Regions from separate parts of the Mus musculus genome. Here region 1 is linked to region 2. Evidence: chromatin contacts called from public Hi-C data. All regions are on one chromosome and are shown on one strand. The core of a region is the stretch at or near the end of the contact, and the rest is flanking DNA. Distances in the headings are between cores, read along the strand shown.

What was found. A called contact is a pair of places that touch in the nucleus more often than the background predicts.
Region 1: a Hi-C map of cerebellum shows a contact between it and region 2, with 2.0 times the contacts expected there. The contact joins two enhancer-like sites. A contact is called at or near these places in 5 of 484 Hi-C or Micro-C datasets (cerebellar granule neurons, cerebellum and embryonic stem cells), 3 of 115 datasets of contacts at active chromatin or transcription factors (a beta-TC-6 cell line and embryonic stem cells) and 1 of 9 other capture datasets (embryonic stem cells).

Annotation. Positions count from the first base shown.
Region 1 is chr10:71,732,061-71,737,672 of GRCm38.p6, reverse strand. No RefSeq gene overlaps it. Among named protein-coding and RNA genes, the nearest start is that of Gm34544, 70 kb to the right of the region's middle. Within about 2 kb of position 2,697, at least 4 of the 459 cell types and tissues checked have an H3K27ac peak or open chromatin away from gene starts, as enhancers often do. A contact at or near this core is called in cerebellum, where this site is marked.
Region 2 is chr10:71,475,296-71,480,910 of GRCm38.p6, reverse strand. No RefSeq gene overlaps it. Among named protein-coding and RNA genes, the nearest start is that of Gm34486, 49 kb to the left of the region's middle. Within about 2 kb of position 3,925, at least 17 of the 459 cell types and tissues checked have an H3K27ac peak or open chromatin away from gene starts, as enhancers often do. A contact at or near this core is called in cerebellum, where this site is marked.

The sequences.
Region 1 (5,612 bases), core at 1,448-3,947, 260 kb before region 2:
GAAAGTTCTAATAGAATGTAAAAACATGACAAGTTTGTTTAAAGAAATACTTAGAAACAAAAACATGAACGTGAATGAGCTCAAAGACAAGAAAACATTGTGTGGAATATTTTTCTTAACCCTGACAGAAAGAGTATGTCACTGAGGAAAACTGTCAAGATAGCTCATTCCATTATGGTCTTTTATAAATATTGGATTTTATTTATGTTAAATGAGACACCTTATTTTATTTTAAAGTAAATTTTATTTTAAATAAAATAAACTTTATCTTAAATGAGACAGTTTTAGTCTTTTTAATATCAAACTACCCAGTATGATTAGCGATGATGAAATAGTAAATAAGTATTTGGCATATGCTCCATACCAGGCAGTGTTCTGTGCTTTATCTATAATATTCAATATCCTCTGCAAATGGGAAGTTGCTATTATTGAGCATCATGAACCAGAAAGGCTTCAACAAGCTTTACACACCTTTAACTCAGTTCCAGCACCAAGCTTGAGGGTCATGATAGTGACATTCATTCAGACATGGGAGACAACTTGCTCAAAGCTCATCGTAAATCTAAGAACTCACAGATTACTCCAAATTCTCAGCTCAAAGCTCCCCACCTTATCATGGAGACAAGTAAGCCTTAAAAGAAAACAGGTAATACTTTCAAGTCCAGCTGGCTTCCCTAGAGAAGCCAGAAACAAAGTAGCGTAACTGACAGACACGGATGGACTCATAGTCTATAGATGATGTCTGGTCTGAGTGCTGGCTACATTGGTTTGAGAGCTGATTGACAGATCTGCTCCAGTCTCTCCCCTTGTCTGGCTGGCTAGATTCCTTGCCCTCTGAAGGCATGTCTCTCCCCCAACTTAAGGCTCTTCCTTAATAGCTTCACCTTGACTTGATCATGTCTGTAAAGACCCTGCAAATTTTGATCTGGGATGGTGGGGATTAGTTTAATGTAAGAATGAATAAGGGGGAGGCAAGGTTCAACCCATACCAATAAATAGATTGTTGGAGAAATGACAGGAACTAAAACTAAAAAATCTACTTAAAATCACTGATTCGTGGTGATTAGTGAGACCTGAGCCCAGGCCATTGTCCCCCCAGACTCAACAAACTGGGGACATGGTGTTCTTTCTGAGACACTATGACATGCACATTTATGACTCTAATTCCCCGGGTGAAGGAAGGTGATAGATGAGTGCAATGCCTATCTCTCTCCCATTAGTCTCAGACCTCTCTTTGGATAATAAATCCTGAAGCTCATCTGAGCGGCCCATCTGCTCTTAAATCACTTGATCAAGAGTCATAGCCCTGGATCTACAGCAGGTCTAGGCAGAGCTAGATTAGATTCCAAACAAACCTTTGTGAGGACCAAGTGACTTTAAATTGACCCAAATTTATCTTCTTAAGAGTTTCATTATTCTGACCAACTCACATTCCCTTTTATCCACAGGACATAGTCTTATGTTTAGTAGTAGTAGTAGTAGTAGTAGTAGTAGTAGTAGTAGTAGTAGTAGTAGTATATTGTTGTTATTATTATTTCCTTATTACAGATTTTCAGTATTTAACATCTGAAGATGTCTGAAGATGTTGTTCAGGCCATGAAATGCAGACTGTTTCTACCTTAGACAACAAAAACTGAAGTGTGACAATGTTCCCTTAACATGAGGTCTTTTACTTCGTTGTGTACTTGTAACAACTACTAGGAAGGACATGTTCAAATCTTCTTAGAGGATGTTTTAAACCTCATGTTGACAAGTTTATTCTACAAGAATAAACTTGGGCATTCCACAAAGCCTAGAGTTATTACTTAAATGGATGTGAAGCAGGGTGTGAATTCTACACATACATTTCAAGCATATTTGCTCATTAGCAAGTGTCCAACCAAGCTGTGTGTTTTTTAATTATGAAATAATAATTATACACCCTGAAAGTGAAAAAAGAACCCTTTTTCATATGAGGAAATTTCAACTACTGTTCTCATATATCTAGAACTTTAAGAGAATTACAACCTATTTTAGACCATCTACAAATTTATCTACTTTTTCTAGATTTATTTTTATTTATGTATGAGTGTTCTATCTGCATGTACACCTGTGTGTCAGAAGAGGGCATCACACCCCATCATAGATAGTTGTGAGCCACCATGAGATTACTGGGAATCAAACTCCGACCTCTGGAAGAGCAGCCAGTGCTCTTAGCAGCGTAAAGAGCCATCTCTCCAGTCTCCATTTTATCTACTTCTTAAGCAATCTTTCGATGTAGTTTCACTCTTGATTTAATGAGAATGAAACACAAAGTAGTGAAGACCAGCCTAGAGAACTGGACTAAATACTAAAATCAGCATTTGAAGCCCAGCCCCTCCTCCCCTTTGTCTCCACCACAAGAGGCAGGGGGGTAGAAAGACAGCTAGTTAGTCAGAAAGATCTAGGCTTTGAATTCCAAAGAAGAAGGGAAGCTGTGCATAGGATCAAGTAAACATGTCCAAACTTTTGACACTGCAACGAAAGCAATGTCGTCTACAAAGGTCACACTAAACCACACTATTGAGTTATATTTTAAAAAGAAAAATCACAAAACACTCTCACAATGTTCTAAGTACATTTGCACAGCTATCCTGGGGGCACATGCAGCCTCTAGAGCTGCAGAGGAAAGGTCTGGCATCAGGGACTAGAGCTGAAACAGTTGAGGTCAGTTCTGGTAGGAGCACAGAATCAAGTGTCCCCTCAGATCATTCGCAGCTCTGTGGGGGACCCGCTTGGCTCCAGGGCTGTGTAGAAGCACTTTTTCTTTTCTAATAAAAGTTGCTTGTAGGAAGCCCTTGATCTGTAGGTATTGACCATGCTGTAATGAGGATAATGAACCTTGAAGGTGATTCTTTCCTTCAGAAAAAAAAAAAAAAAGGGTGGGGGCAGGGGGAGGAGCAGCTACTGAGCATTAACCATTGCATGCCCTATCTGAAGCAGGACAGAGCGGCTAAACTGGTTGGGTGTCAGCTGGCCAGGTGCCCTCCAGACTCCCAGAATGACTCTCCCTTAGAACATCTTTCTTACTCGCATATGAATGGAATGGGTGGATCAAACTGTTTTCTGGTCTTCCTAAATCTCAGTGCCATAATAAGTATCTGGTCACTGACCATATTTAACATTCTCAGCAAATTGACTTCTTTCCCTGTTTGCTCATTTGTTCATACACTTCCCAGAATGCATTTAAGCTTGCCTTTAAAAAGATAGAAGTCAAGTTAGTGAACAAGATACAAATGGATTTGCATGAAAAAGAAAGCTTAAATCCTTGCTTATGATTCAGAAATACAATCTGTCACAAATGACACACTTACATAGTGATACAGTAAATGTGTAGAAAAAGACATGAGATGCTAAAGGGAAATGCCCATCTTCTCTTATGATAGTCACATACATAATTCCTACTTAGTCAGGGTGATTTGGGAGGTTCCGTTATCCTACAGAAGTTCCCCTCAGAGGGTAAGTTGTTTCCCTGGCACCTGCCCCAGCATGGTGTCTGCAACTATTATTTCCTAGTGCCAGAATGCCCATCTCAGCATTCCTGTCAGGATTGATTGCCTCTTCTAATGATAATGGGCTGACAGAAAGGAAGGGAAGAAAGCTACTAAGGATAATGGCTCTACCCAGGTCTCCAAGTTGATCATTCAACCAGAAGGCGACTTGGCAGCCAGTGAAGAGAGGCAAGCTGTTGAGACCTTGCTGGTGCCATGCTCATCCTGAGGTATTTCTGCCTCCTGTCTGCTGCGTGACAGAGTCAAGGATGCTTCAAGCCTTGTCCATTGACCTGCAGTCACTAAATGAAGAACTCCTGACTCAGCGGAGCTAAGTGACAAGGAGGAAAGGTACGCATTTCCTCCCAAAGAGAAAGAACATAGGTGTAGCCTGACTTTGAGAATTTAATTTTTTGTTGTGTTCAAAAGCAGAAGCAGGGATGGAGAGGTGGTTCAGTGGTTAAGAGCACTGGCCGCTCTTTTAGAGGACCTGAGTTCAATTCCTAGCCATTGCGTGGTGGCTCACAATCATCTGTAACTGGGATCTGATGCCCTCTTCTGGTGTGTCTGAAGACACCTATCATGTAGTCATATAAATAAAATAAATTAATCTTTTTTAAAAGAGGAGAAGCAGAGTAGAGAGATGCGGGGGAGGGTTATTCATAAGTAGCAACTGCCAGTCATCACCTGTGAGCTCACTGACATCATATGGCACCATGAGCCATCACTGGACAAGATAGAAAACAGTTGATGCTGGGTACCATTCAGGCTTCACTTCCATCTTTCCTTCTCACTTTTCTCCTTTCTTCCTTTGCTTTACTAGCCTCTCTATATCTATTTATCTATCTATCCATCTATCTACTGAAAGGGCTGCATAAACCCCATTTGTCTCCATTTAAGGACCTGATTTAAAAAAAAAGGCACCAGCTTTAGGAACAGACCTTAAGTCCCAGAAACTAAGTCATAAGACATCAGTTCTAGGGACAGACCATAAAATCCTAAGCAATATCATAAAACCCCCTCCCAAAGAATAGCCTGGGGATAACCACAAAAAAAAAATGGAGAAATGTCTCATCTCAGAATGGGCCATCTGCACTGGGCAGCCCTATCTCATCACATGGTTGAGCGTTCATTACATAGGAATGCAGACCACTGATCACCTGGGAGCCCCTAAAACCCACCAATGAAAACTTAGATGACCTAATTCTTCTAGACAGTTCCCCCAGTTCCCAATAAGAAGGCCTGTATGCCTTTGTCTGAGGTTGCCATTTTAGAAGATGCTGGTTGTTTCTGCAGAATAAACCCTCTTTATTTTTGCATACTGAGTCTGGGGTCTTCCTTCAGTAATTTTTCAGACCCGTACACTATATCTATCTCTCTGTCTCTCTGTCTTTCTCCCTGTCTCTGTCTCTGTCTGTCTGTCTGTCTGTCTGTCTCTCTCTCTCTCTCACACACACAAACACACACACACACATATATACACATGTGTATATACATGTGTGTTGTGTCCAGAGGATAACTTTGCATGTCATTGCTCAGGCCCTTCATTCTCTGTCTATCCCAACACTACTCTGGAACTCACTGAGTAGACTATGTTGCCTGACCAACAGTCAACAGGGAGTCCAAGACAGAACCACAAGTCCAGGTTTTTTGTTTGTTTGTTTATTATTCTATTAAATAAACATAGTTATTAACTTTACATCAAGATTATATCTTCCCTTTCCCCTAATTATTCCAGTCCCTCCCTCTCACCCCACCTCCCTCTCCTCATCCATCCCTCCTCAATTCTCCCCAGAAAAAGAGAGGCCTCCCATGTATATCAACCAGGCTAGGGCAAATAAAGCCACAGCAAGACTGGGCCCATCCTCCTCCATTGTGGCTAGACATGGCAGCCCAGTTAGGGGAAAGGGATCCAAAGGCAGGTGTAGTCAGACTCTGCTCCTGCTTTGAGAGTCCCACATGAAGACCCAGCTGCAAAACTGTTACTTATGTACAGAGGGCCTGGGTACATTCCACACATGCTCTCTGGTTGGCAGTTCAGTCTCTGTGAGCCCCTATGGGGCTAGGTTAGTTGACTCTGTAAGGTTTTCTTGTGGTATCCTT
Region 2 (5,615 bases), core at 2,676-5,175:
CTAAAATAGTTTATTATTTTACATGAATAAAATCTAAAAACAATAGATATAAGCACAAAAACTTTAAAGTTTCCCTTGATTATAAATTGAAACATACACTCATATATGCATTACTTAATAAACATATAGGCATAATTGATCACAGGATATTATAATGAAAATAATTTTAAATATTCTTTTCGTAGATGAGGAATTGACACACAACTGTTAGATTTTTTCTGAATATCCAACATACTAAAAGGAGGGCTTGCCTCCTGTGGCATGTAGTCTTTTTCTGCGAAGAATGGGGTAATACACTATAGAGTGAAGAATCATTTGAAGATGACTCAGAATGTATTACAGGAAATAAGGAGGGCATGTTTAAATTACTTATAAGAGAAAGTGTCCTAAAAGCAAGAACAATTCAACAATGGAATAGCTATCAAAGAGGTCATTGAAGAAGCATCAATAAGACATTCCAAAGGAGATTAAACATAATTCTAAAGGGAGTAATATAAGTGCCTGGCAATAACATCCACTAGCTACAGAGGTCTGAATACAATGACCTGTCATTTTCCCCACAGCCCTTGTGTCTATGATTCACGTAAAATAATCATGAGAGCAAATAGAGACAAGGTGAGCATCAAAGAGGGGATAGGATGAGACAAAGCAGGACCACAGAAGTGGCATGGCAGCATGGAAGATTCAACCCATTTTAGAATCCAGCTTTCTCCCAAAGTTTCAGCCTGAGAGACGGGCGAGACGGGAATAACGTTGCATGCACCCAGAGTGCCACCTAGTGTCTGGAAGTGGAAGTGACAGTCTCCAGTCCGCAGGGCTTAGTTTAGCTGAAAAACCAGCCAGGTGTTCTTTCCCTTGAGCAAAGCGGGCAATTAGGTTGTCAGAGAATCTGCAGGCATGGTGAACTTAAACAGTTGGGGATTTCTTGGGTATTTAGGGTGTAATTATATAATTAAAGTATATGCTTTACGTTCTAGTTAGAGCATAAGGGCTCAATAAGTATCAGGGTCATCTATAATATAATTTATATACAGAGATAATATAATTATATAAACGTTATATAATTATATAATTAAATTATATAGTATATGTTTTAGTTAGAAAGTAAGTGCTCAATAAACATCAGCTTAATACATAATATAATAATATAATTTATATATGTATATAAATTATATAATTGTATAATTATATAACCAGTATTAAATTATATAGTACATGCTTTATGTTCTACTTAGAGCATAAGTGCCCAATTAATATCAGCTTCATCCATAATATAATAATATAATTTTATATATTATATAATTTATATAATATATCATATTATTAATGTTATATAATTATACAACTAAGTTATATAGAATAGCATATCCTTTATGTTCTACTTAGACCATAAGTGCTCAGTAAATATCAGCTTCATCCGAAAGGGAGTCCCAGTTGCACATATCTTACCATCGTGTTAAAAGAGAAGAAGAAAGAGGACCACCCCTGCCCTATTCCAATGACTCTGTCTCCTGGTCACCCACAGGGTCCAGTCTTCCTCTCCTGCAGCTGCTGCTGCTTTCTGGCAGCCTGACGCTATCACTGTCTCTACAGTATCAACTATGTCTCTTCTGAACCCTGTCCCCATCACTAACCGCCCCTCCCGTGACCCTTCAAGTGAGAGAGAATGGTCGTCCTGACACCCAAGATCACAGTAAAGCTGACACCTCCCCGTTCCCATCACCCACCGCCCCTGCTCCCCGCCACCCCAACCCCAACACCCCCCCCCATCTCTCCCACTGGGTCCACAGAGACACCCAAGCTCCCACCCAATGCCATCTGCATGCCATAGCCAGGGATCTTCTCCTGCCATTCTCTCCCTGTTTGGTTTAGTTTCATTTCTGAGACACAGTCTCACTATGTAGCCCAGAGTCTCATTACGTAGCTAGAACCAAACTCTAAATCCTCCTGCCTCGGCCTCCAGCGTGTCGTCGATGTTATAGACAAGCCAGAGTCGCCCAGCTTCCTATCCAATCTCCAAAATGTGTTTCTTCATGACAGCGTCTTTTAGTCCCCAGAGCTCATGTAGTATTTTTCTCTTTTTATTCAATGTAGGCTTCTCTTGATATGCATGTCTTCTTATCTCACCTTTCAGTTACTTAATTAGCTTCTCCCCCTCCCCCTCCCCTGCTGGACTCCACATTGCTCAAGGGTGCCTGCTCATTTGCAAAGGGTGACAGAGCAGTCAGTACTTAACATAACAGCACAGGCTGCACATCCAAATTGCCTGGTGTAGCTCTCTGCCACTCGCTGCCTGAGTGCATCTGGCAAGCATAACTTCCTTAGGCTTTGTTTCTTGATCTGTAAATGTTCTATATTTAGAAAGGTTAACGCATGCCAATCCGAGGTCCACCTTTACCACACTGAATAACCATCCAGTTTTTTGGTTGGTACTTGAAGGCAATAGACGCCATATTTCAAAGTAAAGCCATCACAGAGCTCACAAGGTGGCGGGGAGGGTCGGAAACCAAATCAGCTTGGTAGCCAGAAAAATGGAAGATAAGGAAGACAGATTTTATGATGTGATAGAAATCTGTGAAATCAACCTTATCAAAAGCCTATCGCCGAGGAGGCCCCAGGAGTGAACTTAACGCTGTCGTTTAGCTGACTTGTGGTGCCGAGATGTTGTCTGAATAGTTAATGTCCATCCCCACAGATGAATGGTGCTCACAACCTTAATCAGAAAAGCTTTTCTTTGCAATGCGCAATGCTGGGTGAAGAGGCCACGCAGCTGCTCAGGTGCCGCAAACAAGCGAGGGCTGAGCCCCACCGCTCTATACCACCACATAAAGAGAAGAGCCGATGTGGGAACAGAAAGATCGGGAGAGAGGCTTGGAAATGCTGGCTTCCGGGCATGGCACAGCCGAGTGCTCATAGCAGCTGTGACTGTCTACAGTCGAGCCTCCCAAAACCATGTCTATGAATAATCAATCACGAAATGGGAAGGGGGCCGTCATCCTGCTCACCCCTGCTGAAGTAGTCCCTGCGGTCCTGACTCCTCCAGGATGGCAAGCGTTGCTTTAAAGAGGAATAGCTGCTGCCCTGGAAAGTGGAGCAAGACAGGGCAGACATAACTCTGACCTGAAGTACACTTGTGACAGAGAAACAAGTTTCTTTAGGAAGCTCCAGAGTAGACAGGCCTTCAGAACTGTCTCAATGAGGACAGGGACCTGGCTTCTGTCCCCACCATCACCGGGAGTCTCCTCTGGGAAGGAATGACAGTGTGCCGCTGCAGTACCACTGAGGCTAGGAGACCTGAGAACAGACATTGTATCTACAATTGGACATCAATACCCCACCTAGCCTGTGGCAGAGCCCACCTCTATTCCTCTACTGTGAATATCAAAATCTCTCGGTGAGTAAACAAGACGTTTCTCAGAAGTTGCCACACTGTCTCAGTTTCTCCAACCAGCTGGGGAGATCAAAGAAAACACCGGCTCTGAGATGAAAGTAGCCTGTGATCAGCTTATCTATCTGCCCTGAATCCCAGTTCTGAGGACCGACCCAGGATCTGCCAGAGGAGCAGATGCTCCAAGGCCCCTCCAACTGCCACCAGCAGGATACCATATTATTATCTCAAATCAAGTAGGCCCCTGGATGTTCTTAAGGAGCTTTTTGAGCCAGAAAAACTCCTATTTTTACATTTTATATTTAGTCTAAACCCAGGAAATGTGCCCAGTCCCTTGGCCAAATCCATTGAGATTAAGAAAATCTGATGTCTCAAGCCTCCTCCGTGGGAAAACTATGTTTGCACTTTTTTTTTTCCAAACAAACATTACCTCAGTGTCGACTTTGTGCCAGCAAATCTGGTTGGCACTGAGAACAAAGAGATAAACAAGACACAGGGCCTGCTTTCTAGGGTTTCAAAGGTTGTCATGGAAAAGGGACGGATGGGACCCAGCGCTATGGAGCAGAGCACTCTAGACTGGTTGGAAAGAAAATCCTTCACTAGACCAAGGCAATCTGCTCTTCCAACCGCTCTCTGAACTGTGCCAAATGGTGCTAATATCCATCGCCAAAATCTCAGTGGGGAAGACCATTGCCAGGCCATGCTGAGGCTCCTCGGAATCCCGGCAATATTTGAACAACTCTCGGCAGGGAGGAGGCTCATTATGAGTCCTGCAGATAGCTCTGTGATGGCAAGCTTCCTTTCTGCAAACTCTAAAATACTTTGTTTCTTTGAGCCAGGCCCTTTCATGAAAGGCCAGACCAGCCTACACAGTGGATCTGCTCCAGGCTGAGCAAAAGCTCTGGGGTTTGGCAGCATCTGCCATGGAATGCCAGGGTCATTCAAACTCTGGGTCCCCAGGAGATGGAGTCAAGACATACAACACCCTGTTCGTCCTCTCTACTTCTGTATCAATGCTTAATTTGTAGGCCACTACTTGTGAACTACTGCAAGTCACAGAAAAGAAATCCTGTACTAACCAGCATTGTAACTGTTAAAAAAGCCCCCTTGTCTACACAGGAAAATGCTTTAGAGATCCTTGGCTTCCTCGTTTCTTTATTATGAAGGAAATAAGCCCTTGGCTATCATCAGTCAAGCCTATCAATAAATGGACTCTGCAACAACTGGCTGTCTGTGAGTCAATCTGTTAGGCTCCTAGCAAGAAAAGACAACTGCTCGTTCCAATGAGACTGGTCGGTGCTCGGAATCATGGAAGCGCTGTTTGCACTTGAGTCTCACTCGCAGGTGAAGACCTAATGGATCGGCCTCAGCAACAGAGAAGATCATAGGAGGTGTGATCCTGGCAAGTTATACAGACATGAAGGGTAAACTGAGGTGGAGCCTGTGTGGGGTCCTCACTGTAACCACAGACAACGGGGTTGGCACTCGCTGGACTGGAAACAACCACATCTGGGTGCCAAAGTCTAGGAGTTTTGATCTCTGTTTTACTTCTATGCTCCTAGGTGACCTTGGGGCTTCTCTGGCCCTCGGTGTTTTTATCTGTAAAGTGGGGATGCTAATAGTCCCTAACCCACAAGCCGTCATATTAGATGAGGTTAGACCAGAAGAGATTTAAAGCATAATGGAACAAGTATGGTGGCTCATCCCTGACTTCCTGACTCTCAGAGGGCTGAGATAGGATGATCAGGAGTTCTAAGCTAGATTTAACTAGTGGTTTGGCAAGACAGGCTGTGCTACATGAAACAGTATTGCCAAAAAAGAGGGGGCAGAGAAAAAGTAGGCTGGGGATATAGCTCTAAGGCGGAGTACTTGCCTAGTATGCTCAAGGCCCTGGGGTCTAACCCCAGCACCACCAAAAAGAAATCAGCAGAATGGATATTCTGATTGCCGTGTATAACAATTGCTCTGTGATGCACAGGTAATGTCATTATTCACAACACAAATCGAGCAAGACTACCTGTACCAGCCCAGTAATATTCTTCCTTAGCAGTGGCTACATTGCCAAAAGTTCCAGAAGGACAGCATATTTAAACAACTGAATTTTACATGAAAGTGTCTAAGAAAAAAACAAAGACAGTAGCCTTTGGCAGGGTGGTGGGACCCAAAGACAGGTAAGCAGGGATGAGAACAGCACTGAGCCTTCTTTGGTACCCTTCACTGAGTGCCT